2 separate regions of the Macaca mulatta genome follow, and region 1 is linked to region 2. The links are chromatin contacts, called in public Hi-C maps. All regions are on one chromosome and are shown on one strand. Each heading gives the region's core, a stretch centred on a gene start, on an enhancer-like site or on the middle of the called end of the contact. The rest is flanking DNA. Distances are from core to core; before and after follow the strand shown. Region 1 overlaps CORO2B (coronin 2B). Region 2 overlaps CORO2B (coronin 2B).

Region 1 (6,673 bases), core at 2,948-5,447, 70 kb after region 2:
ACCCCGCCTCTACTAAAAATACAAAAATTAGCTGGGCATGATGACATGCGCCTGTAGTCCCAGCTACTTGGGAGGCTGAGACAGGAGAATTGCTTGAACCCGGGAGGCGAAGGCTGCAGTGGGCGAGATCGCACTACTGCTCTCCAGCCTGGGCGACAGAACAAGATTCCAGCTCAAAAAAAAAGAAAGAAAGAAGGAAAGAGAGAGAGAGAGAGAGAAAGAAAAAGAAAAGAAAAGAGAAGAAAAGAGAGAAAAGGTCGGGCGTGGTGGCTTACATCTGTAATCCTAGCACTTTGGGAGGCGGAGGCGAGCAGATCACAAGGTCAGGAGATCAAGACCATCCTGGCTAACACAGTGAAACCCCGTCTCTACTAAAAATACAAAAAGAAAATTAGGCAGGTGTGGTGGCAGGTGTCTGTAGTCCCAGCTACTCAGGAGGCTGAGGCTGGTGAATGGTGTGAACCCAGGAGGCAGAGCTTGCAGTGAGCCGAGATCGCCCACTGCACTCCAGCCTGGGCAGCAGAGCGAGACTCTGTCAGAAAGAAAGAAAGAAAGAAAGAGAGAAAGAAAGAGAAAGAAAGAAGGGAGGGAGGGAGGGAGGGAGGGAGGGAGATATGAATAAGCAATTCATAGAAGGCAAAATATATATTTTAACCTACTAATTGGAAAGGATTTAAAAGAGTAATAATCATCAGTATTGCCAAAAGTGTGAGAGAGCAGCTGCTCAAATACACTCTTGGTAAGATGTAAACAAGGCAAGTTGGCAATTTCTATTAATATTTAAAGGTGCATGTCTACTGACCTAGCAATTCCACTTTAGGAATCCATCCTACAGAAATATTCCCAAGTGTATTTAAAAAATATGTGTGCAGCATTTTTTAGTACTCGATTATTTTTACAAGCCTCAATTTTTAAATTATATTCAATAAAAATAAAGTTTCTCTGTCAAATTGCTTAAACGTTTCTAAACGCTTCCTCTCAATTTCTGTAATGGTAACGAAATGTTTTACACTGTCAGTAGCACTGGTCTAGAATATGAACACATTTTGTAAACACTTCATGGACAGCAGAAAAGAATGCTCTTTACAGAGTTTGTCTCTCTATGTAGAAATATGCTCTCTATATACACATACAAGGTGTATTTGATATACATCTTTTTTCAGCTTTATTTGTTCACATGCTGTAATACATTTGGTTTAACTTGATTAATCATGCACTCATTGTGACAACTCACACTACCAACTGATTTCTGTTGTTTTCTCTCATTTCAAGAAGTTTTCATTTTACATGAGTACTGAATGTGCAGCATTTTTATGATAGTGAAAGGTTGGAAAGAACCTGCAGGTCCATCAATCAGGAAATGCGGTAAACAAATGAGGGAAGAGCCACACAAAGGGACACTATGCAGTCATTAAAATGATGCTGTAGAGCAGTCCCGTTCTCCAGCGTTCAGTCTCAGGATCACTTTCCACTCTTAATGATTATGGAGGAGCCCAAAGAACTTTTGTTTATATGGGTTGTATCTATCAATATTTAGCATATTCAAAATAAAAATGAAGGAATTTAAAAATATGTATTTATTAACTTACATAATTATAAGTCTATTTCATGTTCTCCTGAAAAACATTTTTATTAAAAATAACTTTTTTTAAGACAGAAAAGTTAATGAGAAGAATGGTATCATTTTACACTTTTGCAAATCTCTTTAATATTAGTCTGGCTTATTAGAAGACAGCTGGCTGGCTTTGCATAGCACACATTATGCAGCCTTTGGAAAACCCCACTGTACACTCCAGAGAGAGAAAGAGAGTGAAATGGCAGATAATGTCCTATTATTAGGAAAATACTTTTGACCCAGTGGACTGCATAAAATGGTCTCGGGGATCTCCAGAGGTCCCCAGACCATACACTGAGGACCAGAGATGCAGAGTAATATTTAACAAGAGAAAACTATTTATATGATACACTGTTACGTGAAGAAATGCAATATATGATTAATGATTAATCACATTACAAATATTTATCCCCTGTAATCCCAGCACTTTGGGAGGCCAAGGCGGGCAGATCACCTGAGGTCAGGCATTCGAGACCAGCCTGACCAACATGGAGAAACTCCGTCTCTACTAAAAATACAAAACTAGCTGGGCATCGTGGTGGGCGCCTGTAGTCCCAGCTACTCCGGAGGCTGAGGCAGGAGAATGGCGTGAACCCGGGAGGCGGAGGTTGCAGTGAGCTGAGATCCGGCCACTGCATTCCAGCCTGGGCAACAAGAACGAAACTCCATATAAAAAAAAAAGAGAGAGAGAAGGAGAAATTGAGACATTCCTGGCCAACATGGTGAAACCCCGTCTCTACTAAAAATACAAAAATTGGCTGGGCATGATGGCGCGTGCCTATAATCCCAGCTACTTGGGAGGCTGAGGCAGGAGAATCGCTTGAGGTTGTAGTGAGCCGAGATCGCGGAACTGCACTCCAGCCTGGCGACAGAACGAGATTCCGTCTCAAAAACAAAAACAAAAACTATTTACCTATCTGGAAGCGACTGAAAAAAATATACATCAAATGTCAAAAGTTATGTTATCTCCCAAGTATTGGGAGCATGAGTCCTCTGTAATTTTCTTTTCCCTTAGCTATATGATCTAAATTTCTTACGAGTACTTAACGTTTTGTACTTTGGAAAAAATAAAGGCAATTCGCTGATGTGAAGAGGGAGCCCCTGAAGTTTCAGAGGCCCTGCAGGCCGGAGAGGGGCTCAGTGTAGTGTGTGCACCGGTATGGACAAGAGGGGCCCCATCCGCTCGGTTTGCCTGCTGCCCTCCGGCCAGATGAAAGTCTTCATCTACCTTGAACATCAGCCCTCCCTAATGTATGTAGCAAATGTTTCCTCCCAGAGTAACACCTGAATCTGGGCTCGCTGCAGAAAGTTGAAACAGAACTGCGGGACCCATAATGAAGGCATGGCGAGGGGTGGGGTGGGTTCTTGACTCCGTGGGGGGGTAAGGCAGCTCCTTGATCTGCGAGGCTCAAGTAGTTTCAGGCAGGACCCTGAGTCTGGGGACTATGGGACAAAGGGTCCCGCCTCCAAAGTGGAGTGGCTTAGGTATTGGAGCCAACACCGGCTTTCCCTGCCGCCCAGGCCACGGCCGTCCCTCTACCGCCCCCTGTGGCCAGGGCTGGGCCTGCAAGCATGGGACAGCCTCCCGGTTGGTGCAGGGGGTGCGGGGAGAGGGAGGCAGTCAGTCCCAATGCGGAACCCTTCCTTGATTTGGCAGCGGTGGAGATGTTGTTCCATGCTACCCGATTTTCTAGGAGGAAGAAGGGTCAGATTATTTTAGCTCCAGTTTTCACCCCCTCAGTTTGATAGAAATTTCCCTGAAAACAGTTTCCTGTATTCAATTCAAACACAGAAGAGATTTTGGCCATTTCTCGGTGACTGCAAATCATCACTTTGAGCGTTAGTTATGAGCTATTAACTGATGGTGGGGCAGTCTTGTCCCTACGCTGAATGGCTCCAGATTTTTGTCTTGAGCAAACAGCAGGCCGCAGAGAATTGTCTTAGTTCTTCTCTAAATTTTTTCCCTCTACTATCATCGAGTGTCTCCTCTCATTCCTTGCTTGCTTTTCTAAGAGATGTGGGCCAGAAGCGAATAGCACCTGCCCAGGATGCCCAAATCCCTGCCCCGAGGCCACACCTCCTGAGGAAGGCTCAGAACCTTCCACAGAGCTTTTCTCTCCTTGCTCCGTTTCCTTCAAAACCAGCTTGCTTGAGATTTCCATATTTATGATTAAAAATTATTCTGCAGAGTAGGAAGCCATGTCCACAACAACTACAAACAACAACCGCGATGATGCTTTGCCTTTGTACAGCACTCTCGAGTTCCAGCAAACTCTGTGTTCATTGATCCTCTCAGCAGGTGGGTAGAGCCGGGCATACAGTGTGGACCTCAAACCAGCTCACTTATTTCTGAATCCACGATTCTTTCCGCCGCCCATGATGCTGGTAAACAGATAAGTTCTGGCTGGCAGATCTCGAAGGAGTGGCTCTGTCTTCCCCAGGTCTCTTATTCACGCTGCCGTTGTGAAGGCCAGTGCCTGCTTTTTCCCCTAGTTAACATTCAGCCGCCAGCTCTCTGGAGTGGAATGTTAAGCTGCAGATGGGGGAGCAATCAGCACCCTGATTGCCTGGCACAGCTGGAGGGGCCTTATGAGTATTCCAGAGAGCAGGCACTGTGCCCAGCAGCCTGATTAACCACCGGGGCCTCCCCAGGGGCGCCACCCCTTTCCGGCTGCACTTCACCAGGACTGCCTGCCACTTCCAGATCCAGGCCACAGGAAGACCAGGGCTAGAACCAGAGCTACCTGCTACCCCAACTGGCACCTGGCAGAAAGAGAAGAAACCTGGCCTAGATATCAAGAGTCTGGGTTCTCCCTATAACCCAGCCATTCTCAGTCCCAGCTGTACACCGGGTCTCTGGGGCTGGGGTGGTGCATTCTCCCTCCCCACCACGATAGTGTGGCCTGAGGAAATTTTGAGGATCTAATGTACCTGCTCTGTTTGAATCTCACCTCAAATTCTATGATGAAAGTATACTTATTCTCCCCGTTTTACAGATAAAGAAACAGAGGCTCAGAAAAGTCACAGCCCACAAGTAGCAGAGTCAGAATTTAGTCCAGGGCTCTCCCAGTCATGTGCCTGCCCACCTTACAGTGGATTAGAGGGGAGCATTTCTATAAATGTGCCTTGTATTATTATTACTGCCATTTGGATGTCTTAGAGGATTTCCTTGAATGTTGATTCAGCCAACACTTTAGTACACCTCTCTGATGAGCTGACACCCCATGTGTCCATCTCTTTTGGAAGCCAAGAGCATAGATGTTTCCAGACTCCATACAAGTGCAGCAGATCTTGGGGAAGCTTACTCTCTGAAGGAATGAAGCAACAATTCTAGTTGGCAAGGAGAAGCAGGGGTGGGGTCCTGGAGGAGAGGTCCAGACAAGATAGCATGACTCCAGAGGTCAGGAGGCAAAACTGGCCCACCGACCCGCCCATCCATCCAACAGATGGGTGTTGAATGCCTGCTAGGTTTCAGTCAGAGTTCCTCAACCGAAGAGGAAGCAGTGAACAACACCAAGTCTTGACCACCTGGAGTTAGCCCAGTTGGCTGCCTGTCTTGGACTGAGAGCCCCCAGGGGTGGGAAATGTATCTGGTTTGCACGGGGACTGGCTCACAGTAGATCCTCAGCCAAGGGGCCATTGGGCTGACCTATGGCCAAGTCACAGAGGCAGGTGCCCATCTACCCTGAGATGGGGTCTCTTCTTTGCTGATCCTGGCAGCTCATCCCCACCAGATCCTAGGGAGAATGCAGCACCCTACAGGGGCTGCCCAGACCGAAAGGGGCTGCATCCTCCCCTGAAAGCCCTTAGAATGATATTGCATGGCCCAGCTGTTCTTAACTCTGGAGTTGAATCTAGAAGTTGGTGGATCAATTAGCTCCATAGCTCACAGCATGTCTTAGGCCTAATATGAAAAGAAGGATTGGGAGGAAAGGTGCCTAGCTCAGTGCTGAGGACTGTAATAAAATAATATTTTGTTTGCTCACCCAAAGCCTTCATTCCCATTCCAGATTTCTGTAACACCCCATCACTCCCCCATAATCAGCACTGAGCTCCTCAAGCCTTCTCTCCCTCAGAAAAACAAAAAACAAAAAAAAAGCCTGAATCTTCATCACTGCTCTGCAGTGAGGTTTCCGCCTCTCCAAGGGAATTCAGAGAGCCTTTTCCAAATCCATTTTTCAGATCTTTCCTCAATCGTTCTTTGTTCTTCAGGCTGCCTTCCGCTTGGTGCAATTTGCATCTCAAAGCCCGTGACAGCCTGAATGTACAGTAAGTGACTTTGGAAAAGGGAGGAGAATTGTGCTCTCAAAGAGAAAAGTCGCAACTTTATTTCATTTGTCTGAGGCCCAAGATTGACAGCCTTGCTTTGTGTTTTTCCTTTTTTGGAAGAATGGCTGCTGATTTTTGAGGAAAATGAAGGCAAGCCCTTCAGCAGAAATGGAAGTGTCGCTCTCTTATTTTATTACAAGGTTATGGGATGCGCATTCTCTGGATTTGGAGTCCAGGGGGCCAGAGATGCAGCCTGGCTGGTGGGCATCATGGTAGGTCAAAGAATCCATCCCTTTGCCTTGGGCCAGGGTCTACAGCTGAGCTGTCTTCCTGGCTCAATCCCTCTCATTCCTTGCAGAGCCAGGGAGGCTGGAAATTATAGTAAAATTATAGTAGCTGGTTCACTAGGACTCTGTGAAGTCAAGCCATGGGCCCTAACTCTGCCCAGAGGCACTGCCCTGACCTCTGAAGCATCGGCCAGTCTGCTTGATCTGCTACCCATTTTCCTTCTAGGGCCTGGAGCCTCCCATACCTTTGGAAGTTGTAGCTCCACCCCTCAGCTGTGAAACCCTAGGCCTCTAATGTCTGCTTCTCAGTTTCCCTGTTTGTGAAATAATAATAGTGCATGCTGCTCAGGGTGCTGCGATGATTAAATAAGGTGCTGTCAAAAGCGCTTAGCATGTAGCCTGGCCCATAGTACGTGCTAGTAAATGGGAGCCATGGTGATGCCAAGGACTGTTACCCATCTCCAGTCCTCCCCATCCTAGCAATAGCCTGTTAGCTTTGGTG
Region 2 (7,593 bases), core at 3,038-5,537:
GCCTTCCTCAGCTCTGGCTACTTCTGGCAGGGCTGTTGTGACCCACCGCGGGTAGGATGCTTAGGGTTTTGAAATGATGCACATGCTGTTCAGCTGGGAGGGATATTAAGGTTATTAATGTCAAAGATGCAAGTGGGCTGAGACAGAGGAGTAATGGATGGACCCGGCTAGAGAGAGAAAGGATGTGAGGTTTGAATAATAGCGCTGAGGATTAACTCGGCGCCTCCCCTGTGTCTCTTTATGTGCGTGAACTCATGCAGCCTTCCTTCCCCGGAGGCCTGCAAGGAAGGTGTGTTCGGTTCGCTTTAACAGTGGAAGGAGCTGAGGCTCAGAGACGTGAAATGACTTGCCTGAGATCACACAGCATGTATGTTGCAGAGCTGGGGTTTGTCCTCAAGTCTATCTCAATCTATGGCCAGTGATCTTTGCACTGCTCTGCTCTGTTGGGCATCCTGGCTACTGGGGGACTTCCATGGCAGAGGAGCACTGCTTGGAGGCCTGAACCTTGAAGCAGGGATGGGACAGGGAGTCCATGAAAGTGGGTGCTTACCTGTTAAGCCCGCTGGCAGGCCTAGCTTCTTGGTATCTAATGACTATTCAACACTCCTCCACCCCCGTACCCAGCCCCCAACAAACCCTCCATGTCGCTCACCTCCTGCTCTAACCAATGTGGCTTTGGCTTAAGCCAGCTCAGAGGATTAAATAAAATCCCCACCTTAACCCTATCTTCTCTCCCCTTGCTGGCCCTTCACAGACCGGCGTGTTCTTGTGGGGAACAGATAGCAGGAGGGGTGCAGGAGAGGTCCTGGGGACTGTCTTGCTGTCTACAAGCCTGCTGGTGGTAGCTCCTCCAGTACTATAGGGAAAGCCACCATGCTCTGGAAGTGTGAAGGCCTGGCCCCTAGTCCTAAATCAGCCACCAACAGGCTGTGTGACCTTGGACAGTCACTTCCATCCTTGGGCCTCTGTTTTTCTGTCTGTCAAATGTAAGACTTGATTCCAGTGATCTCTAGGGCCTCTTCTGCTGAGCCTTGGTGCAGCTTCAGTTCTGGCAAGAAAGTCACCTCTGATGGAGATTGGGAGACTCTTTGTTATCTGGGGGGTGGTCTGTTTACAAGACGGATGTGAAGGAGAACCCTAAAGAGAGTGTGAGAGGTAAGATCGCTGCTGACACACTGGGAGCGGTAGGTAGGGGAGGGAATGGGTTCGAGAGTGAGCTCCCAGGGCAGTGTCTAGGGCTCTAGACTTCTCTGCTGTTGCTTCTCCAGGCAGAGGGTCATGGCTGGGTCCCAACTTCCTGCCCCTTGGACGAATGCCTTAGTCCTTGTACCAGGTCCACTGAGGGCAGAGTCCTCTGGTTCAGGGTTAGGTATGGACTGCAGGAGCTCTGAGCTCAGAGAGGCCTGGCAAGTGGAGAAGAGGAAACCAGATGGCAAGTTGCTAGATCCTCAGTAGCACTTCCACAGAGGAGGTCAGCCTGTTTTCCGTTTTCTGCCTCTCTCATACATCCCCTTGCCCACTTAACCATGAGGTACACTGCTGAAGCTGCAGGCAAACCCTGTGGGTTTCTGAAGGACTCCTGCCCTAACTAGCCTTAGGAACACAGAGCCCCGGAAACCTTCTAGCCCCATGACATTTCTCCTGGTTATGTTTTAAAGTCTATTTGATTATATATAATTTAGTAAGTTACCTTAATTTCTTTTGGGACGAGAAAGAGAAGAAAGCCAGCAAAAGGGAAGAAAGAGCGGAGGGAAGGAAGGCTCTGATGCAGAGCCCTGAGCATGCACTGGAGGTCAAGGTGCTGCCTTCTCTCAGTCTTAGTCCAACGTGCTTCCTAGGGCAGCTCGGGGTGAGGGAGCCAAGGCTTTCCCTGAGACAAGTAGCTCCAGCTGATTTTATTCTTCATGTTCTTCTAACTGCTTTGCACAGTTTTTCTCTTTGTGTTCCATCTCAGTCATATACCAGACTAGCAGTGCTTCTCCAGTTCTAAATATCTGTTTCTACATTGCTATCAACTGGAAAAGCAGAGGACAAAGTACATTAATAGAGTTGTGTGTAAAGTACAAGTTGATGGGCTATAAGAAAACCTGTGAGCTGAAGTGTAGGCCCTTGCAACCCGCTTTGTCCTGCTCAAAGGCCCTTTGAGGGATTTCCTGGCTGCTGGCTGTGATGTGACCAGAGGTAGGTCTTCCAGGTAAGGGAGGAGGTGGCTTACAGCGATCAGGCTCCCCTGTTTTCAGGTGTGCCGTGTTAAGTTAGATGCTATGAGCTGAATGCTTTTTACCTTCCTGAGCCTGGCTCAAGGGGTCAGTGGTCCAGGAACCAAGTGCCCTGAGCAGCAGAATTGCCTGCTGCACCCCAGAAGGCCTCAGGAGAAGGAGTGTGGGAAAAGAGAAGACCTTGGTTGCCAACATGCTCCTTCCTGCTAAGCAGATAGATTGTAGGTCCGTGAGCAGCACAGTCAGCGGTACCTTGGCCCCTCTTTCTGTGGGCAACCTTCTCTCTGCTGCCCCAGCTGCAGCAGGGCACAGACTGCTGATAGGAGCCAGTGGCTCCTGCTGAATGTGAAAGGACTGAGGATGATGTTATCCTGCCCAGGTAATAGCAGGTCTGCATTTGCCAAAGATCGTGTGTCTCTAGGGCCCCTACAGAGTCACCCACAGGAAAATAAAATTTTGGAGCAGGCACATCCCCCAACCCTTTCCTTGAGAAATGAGGGAGCTGAGACCCTGGAAGCAGAAGTTGTGACGTTGTGACTTGCCCAAAGTCATTCAACAAGTTTGAGGCTGGAGGGGCTGGCATGTCAATCCTCCTGACTGGTGGTCAGTGCTCTTTCCACCTGGCTGCCCTGGGAAGGGGTCCTGGGGCAGCCTGAGCAGGCACAGGTGTTTTGGCCCCACTCCAGTTACCCCACTGCATCGCCCCTGCCTGTCCTGCTGGTGCCTGGATTTCCCTCTGTGGGATACCCTCTGCCCTAGATGGAAAAAGCATTGCGGGGATGGGAGGAGGGACAGGATGTGGGGCAGGGGAGCCAAGTCCATGGGAGCCTTGCTATACCTACAGTCAGATGGCGAGGGGGATTATAAGGCCTCTCTGCCTCCGGTTCCCTGACGCAGAATCTAGGTATCTGGGAGATACCTGAACCTCCTGGCATTCTACATCCCAGCACCTTGTTCCTATCTGGGTCTCCCTGGGAGAGGAAGTGAGAGAGCCAGCACCTCAGGAAGCCTTGGTGAAGAGGAAGCGGGGGAACCAGCACAGAGCCAGCTCCCGGGTGGGAGCCCACTTGCGGGTGGGCAGGAGCTCTGCCTGCTCTGCCCACACACCCTTTATGCCTCCTCTCCCTTCCCGGGCTTCTTCCAGATATCCAGCATTCTCATGCTGGGAGGTGTGCGGCTAGGAGTCATTCGTTCCTTTAGCCAGCACCCTCTGAGCACCTACCCTGGGCCAGACCCTGTGTGAGGCATTAGGAACACAGTGGCATTAGCCACAGTCCCTGGGATCCAGGGCCTTAGAGGAGAAGGACATGGAAAGGCCAAAGCCCTGAGTTCAGAGTCTCGAGGTCCAGTGGGCAGAAGCTGGGAGATCTCTTGTCTTGCCTGCATACTGTAAGTGCCTAATGAATGCAGGCTCTTTCCTTCCTTACTGTCTCTCCCTCTAGGCAATGAATCTCACTCTCCAGAAAAGCACTGTCAGATGCTTTCTTCCTGACTGTGCCCAGAGGCCCTGTGTTCCCCTCCCCCCAGGCACTGCCACCTTGACACCTATGGCAGCTCTTAGAGGAAGCTGGGCAGGGTGTGAGGCTCTCCAGGGCTCCCAGAATCACCCCACACTGGCCAGCCCTGTGAGGTTGGCACACACGAGTTTGGCTGGTTGGGAGTGTGGACGCTGGCTGGGCCAATGTCCTGGCAGCTCAGGGATGGAGTGAGTTTTTCCACTGCTCTCCCAGGCCAACTAGCTGGAGCAGACACAGCCTCCGCCAGGGCCAGTACTGGTGGAGTCTCGGCTACTGGCACCCGGGCAGCCCTGATTCTGATTTGGATATGCCTGGCCACAGAGATTATCTTGTGTCCAGGAGATGAAAATGTGTGCAAATTCTCTCTGCGCCCAGCCCGGTCTCCTTCCCTCTTTTCCTGATCAGCCCCATTGGGTTCCCATTCCTCCCCCTTTTGGCCCCGCAGGCTCAGGCCCAGGGTCCTGAAGCACCCTGCAGCCTGGGGAGCTTGGAGCAGCTGGCATGGGGCAGGCCCTGCCAGGGAAGGACAGATGCAAATCCAGTGGCTTCCACATGAAAAGAAGCTGTTTAGAATGAGCCTCTCCTTTGTGGGCCTGGAGTGCAGGACCAGCTGCTAAGGAGGCACAAGTGGGGTGGGGGTGGGGAATGGGGAGAAGCCACCACCGCCCTTCCTCACCCCTCCTTTTTGCCCCCACAGAGGCCCCTGGAGGGATTTTGTAATTGGTTTCTGGCTGGCACCCTCCTTCCAATTAATTAATGTAGCGATGGGAGGCTCCCAGGTTTGCTCAGGCTGTCTTTCGTACAGAATACATCCATGGGTTACTGCCCTGAATCCCATCAGCTTTCTCATGGTGGGGAGGGTCCCCTCTATTTAGGGATGGATAAACAATGTCTGAGTGGAGAGATGACCACACCCTGGTCCCAGAGCTAATGTGGGTCAGAGGCGGGATGCATGCCCAGATCTTCTGGCTTTGAGCCAGAACCTTTTCAATCCGATCACATAATGGTCCACAACCCGTGAAGATTAATCACCATCATCACGATAATGACAGTTATCAAGCAGGCGTTGGGCATGCATGATCGCATTTACTCGGCACAACCATGGGGTAGATTCTATTATCCATCCCATTTTCCAGAGGAGGAGAGTGAGGCTTAGTGAGAGTAGGTGAACTGCTCAAGGTCACAGGTTGAATGAATTGGGGGGGAGCAGGGATTTGTACCTGGGCTGTCTGACTCCAGAGAACACTTTCATCTCACTTCTAGGCCTTTGGTCCTGGGACATGATCCTACTCTGCTTCCACTCCCCACCAGCCCCCCACCTACAACACAGTGGGCTATTATCTGTTGTGTCTGTGGTCCAGCCACTGAGGATGTGCAGGACAAATGCTGGTTGCCTTGAGGGTGATGCCTATGGTTGTGTCCTGCTTAGATTTGCCTGTGGTCTTTACTGGAGCTGGGAGTCATGTAAATAATTCGGGGAAGGGTGCTGGGGGAGGAGGGTGTCCTATGCATGGTGTTTGACATCAGATCGGGCTGCTTGGGCAGGGCATTCAGCCCAGGGCAGAACAAAGTATGACAGAGGCAGAGCCGCCTTCTCCATTTCCATGAGGGTAGCTTGGTTCAGAGAACGCAGGTCCCTGGTCCAGGCCTGCAGCCCTTACAAGAAGCAGCCTTTTCTCTAGATAGCCCCTGATGATTTGGGGTGCCACTGGCTAGGAATGCTGGCTTTGAAGTCAAACACATGGCAGTCTGTCATTTACTTTCTGTGTATTCTTGGGCAAGTTGCCTCACCTCTCTGAACATCTGTTTCCTCATCCATTCATTGGGATTGATAATAGTAGCACTTAAGAGGATTGTTATTAAGATAAAGTGAGCTGGTCCATGTGAGGCACTTACCATATGCCTGACATGTAGTGTTAGCTGTTATTCTCAGGAAGACAGAAAATTAATGAGTGTCCTGGGGCTTATGAAATGAGCAATACAGGGAACTCTGGGAATAGCAGGGGGCCTGATGTAGTCAGAGGGATCAGGAAGTGACTTTAAGTTGAGTCATGAAGGATGAGTGGGAGGTAGCAGGTGAAAGGAGGGGAGCTGAGGAGGGAGCAATAGGCCAGGGATGAATGGGCAAACGTCAGGAGTCAAAAACCATGGACCTTGATCGCTTCCTGCATGCCGGGCATTGATGAGAGCGTGATACAAGTATCCACTCATTTAATCCTCAGAGCAACATCATGGTATAGGTTACTGTTATCATCCCTGCTTTACAGATAAGGACGCAGGCACAGAGAGGCTAAGTCACCTGTAAAAGGTGGCCCAGTGAGGCAGGATGGAACTGGTCCATGTCCGGACCTCTGGATTCTGGCCTCTTTCCTTCCCCTTGCCTGCTGCTTGGTGATAGGGATGGTGACCTGACCCTGGATGCTTCTAAAACTAACCCAGGCAGGGGGATGTGGAAGTTCCAAGTTCAGTTGCCCACCCCGATGCCTCACAGAGCCTCCTTGCGCTGTGTAAGGAGGCCAGAGGCTCTCCTGGCTCTCAGGCAGGAGGGAGAAGTCATTTATTTTTCCAAAAGGAAACTTTGCTCTGGCAGGAAAATTTCCACCTTATATTTGTAGTGGGCTCAATTATGACCATTTTTGTTCTTTAGATCTTTCTTATTATCTATATTGGGCCTTGGTCTTTAAAGTCAAACTATAGGGAGATATGTATGCGCACACACACAGGCACACATTTTTTTCTAAAGTGTTAAAAGTCCACGCCAATAGTCCCAGCTACTCAGGAGGCTGAGGCAGGAGGATCAGTCTGGGAAACATAGTGAGACCCCATCTCTAAAACAAACAAACAAACAAAAACCCCTAAGTGTCTGCAGTTTGGTGTCTGCTTTGCCTGAGCTCAGAGAAGGTGGATGTTTTACGTGGTGTTCATGCCACAGGCTTAAACTTACTGGCCCCTGTATGAGACAAATGCTAACACCCCTGGAGGCTCTGGCTGCCCAGAGTGGTGGTGTGTGGAGGCTCACCCCGGGTAGGTGCTTATGCTAATTCCTGGGAAGCCTCCATGATCGGTATTTAACCCCGGAGATGTCTGAGGTCATCTGGGCCGGCCCTCTGCCTGTACAGCACTCTACACTTTTTAGGAATATGAGAATGATTCCTAATTTTAATTTAGATTAGTTTTAAAAATACTAATTTACTAGTAGGCAGTTCCCAGCCTTTTACCAGGTGCTAGGTCCCTGCTTTCAAGGGACCAACAGGCAATAACAATAACGATGATAACAGAAGCGGCTAACCCTTCCAGAGCACTTAGTTTATGCCAAGCGTATACAATCTGTTTTATATGTATTAATTCATTTAAGCTTCATGACAGTCTATGAAATCTGTGCTATTATTATCCCCCTTCCTATGGTTGCAGAAATGGAGGTCCAGGGAAAGAAGGGAGGTAACTTTTACAGTGTTCCCACAGCCAGTCAGGGACTCAGCTTGCCTCGCAGGCCTTCTGTCTTGCCACTTTGTCAGGCTGGTGGGAATGACCCGGAAACATGTAGTCCAGAGCACGGGACCTGGAGGCAGAAGACCCAGGCCTTGCTCTTGCCTCTGCTCCTTACTGTGTGACCTTGGGCTAGTCCCTGGATGTCTCTGAGTCTCTGTGAAAATGGAGTTAGTAGTCTATCTCTGTAGGGTGCTCTAATATTCAAGTAACACGGGAAAGATGTAAATAAGGCGCTTTGTAGATGTCATGGAAGGAAATGGTTTATTGTGATGTCTAATCTGTGCCCCCTCCTTTCTTCTTCCTCACCAGTATTTCAAGGCCCTCAGATTTAGGCAGTTCCTTCCAATAGCTAGCCCACTTCTCCCCTG

The links. A called contact is a pair of places that touch in the nucleus more often than the background predicts.
Region 1: a Hi-C map of fetal cortex germinal zone shows a contact between it and region 2, with 1.9 times the contacts expected there. The contact joins two enhancer-like sites. A contact is called at or near these places in 2 of 14 Hi-C or Micro-C datasets (fetal cortex germinal zone and fetal cortical plate).

What each region holds. Positions count from the first base shown.
Region 1 is chr7:46,222,489-46,229,161 of T2T-MMU8v2.0, forward strand. All of the region lies in intron 2 of CORO2B (coronin 2B), which reads left to right. Among named protein-coding and RNA genes, the nearest start is that of CORO2B, 75 kb to the left of the region's middle. Within about 2 kb of position 4,198, at least 10 of the 40 cell types and tissues checked have an H3K27ac peak or open chromatin away from gene starts, as enhancers often do. A contact at or near this core is called in fetal cortex germinal zone, where this site is marked.
Region 2 is chr7:46,152,639-46,160,231 of T2T-MMU8v2.0, forward strand. The region is part of intron 1 of CORO2B (coronin 2B); the gene reads left to right. Among named protein-coding and RNA genes, the nearest start is that of CORO2B, 5.7 kb to the left of the region's middle. Within about 2 kb of position 4,288, at least 5 of the 40 cell types and tissues checked have an H3K27ac peak or open chromatin away from gene starts, as enhancers often do. A contact at or near this core is called in fetal cortex germinal zone, where this site is marked.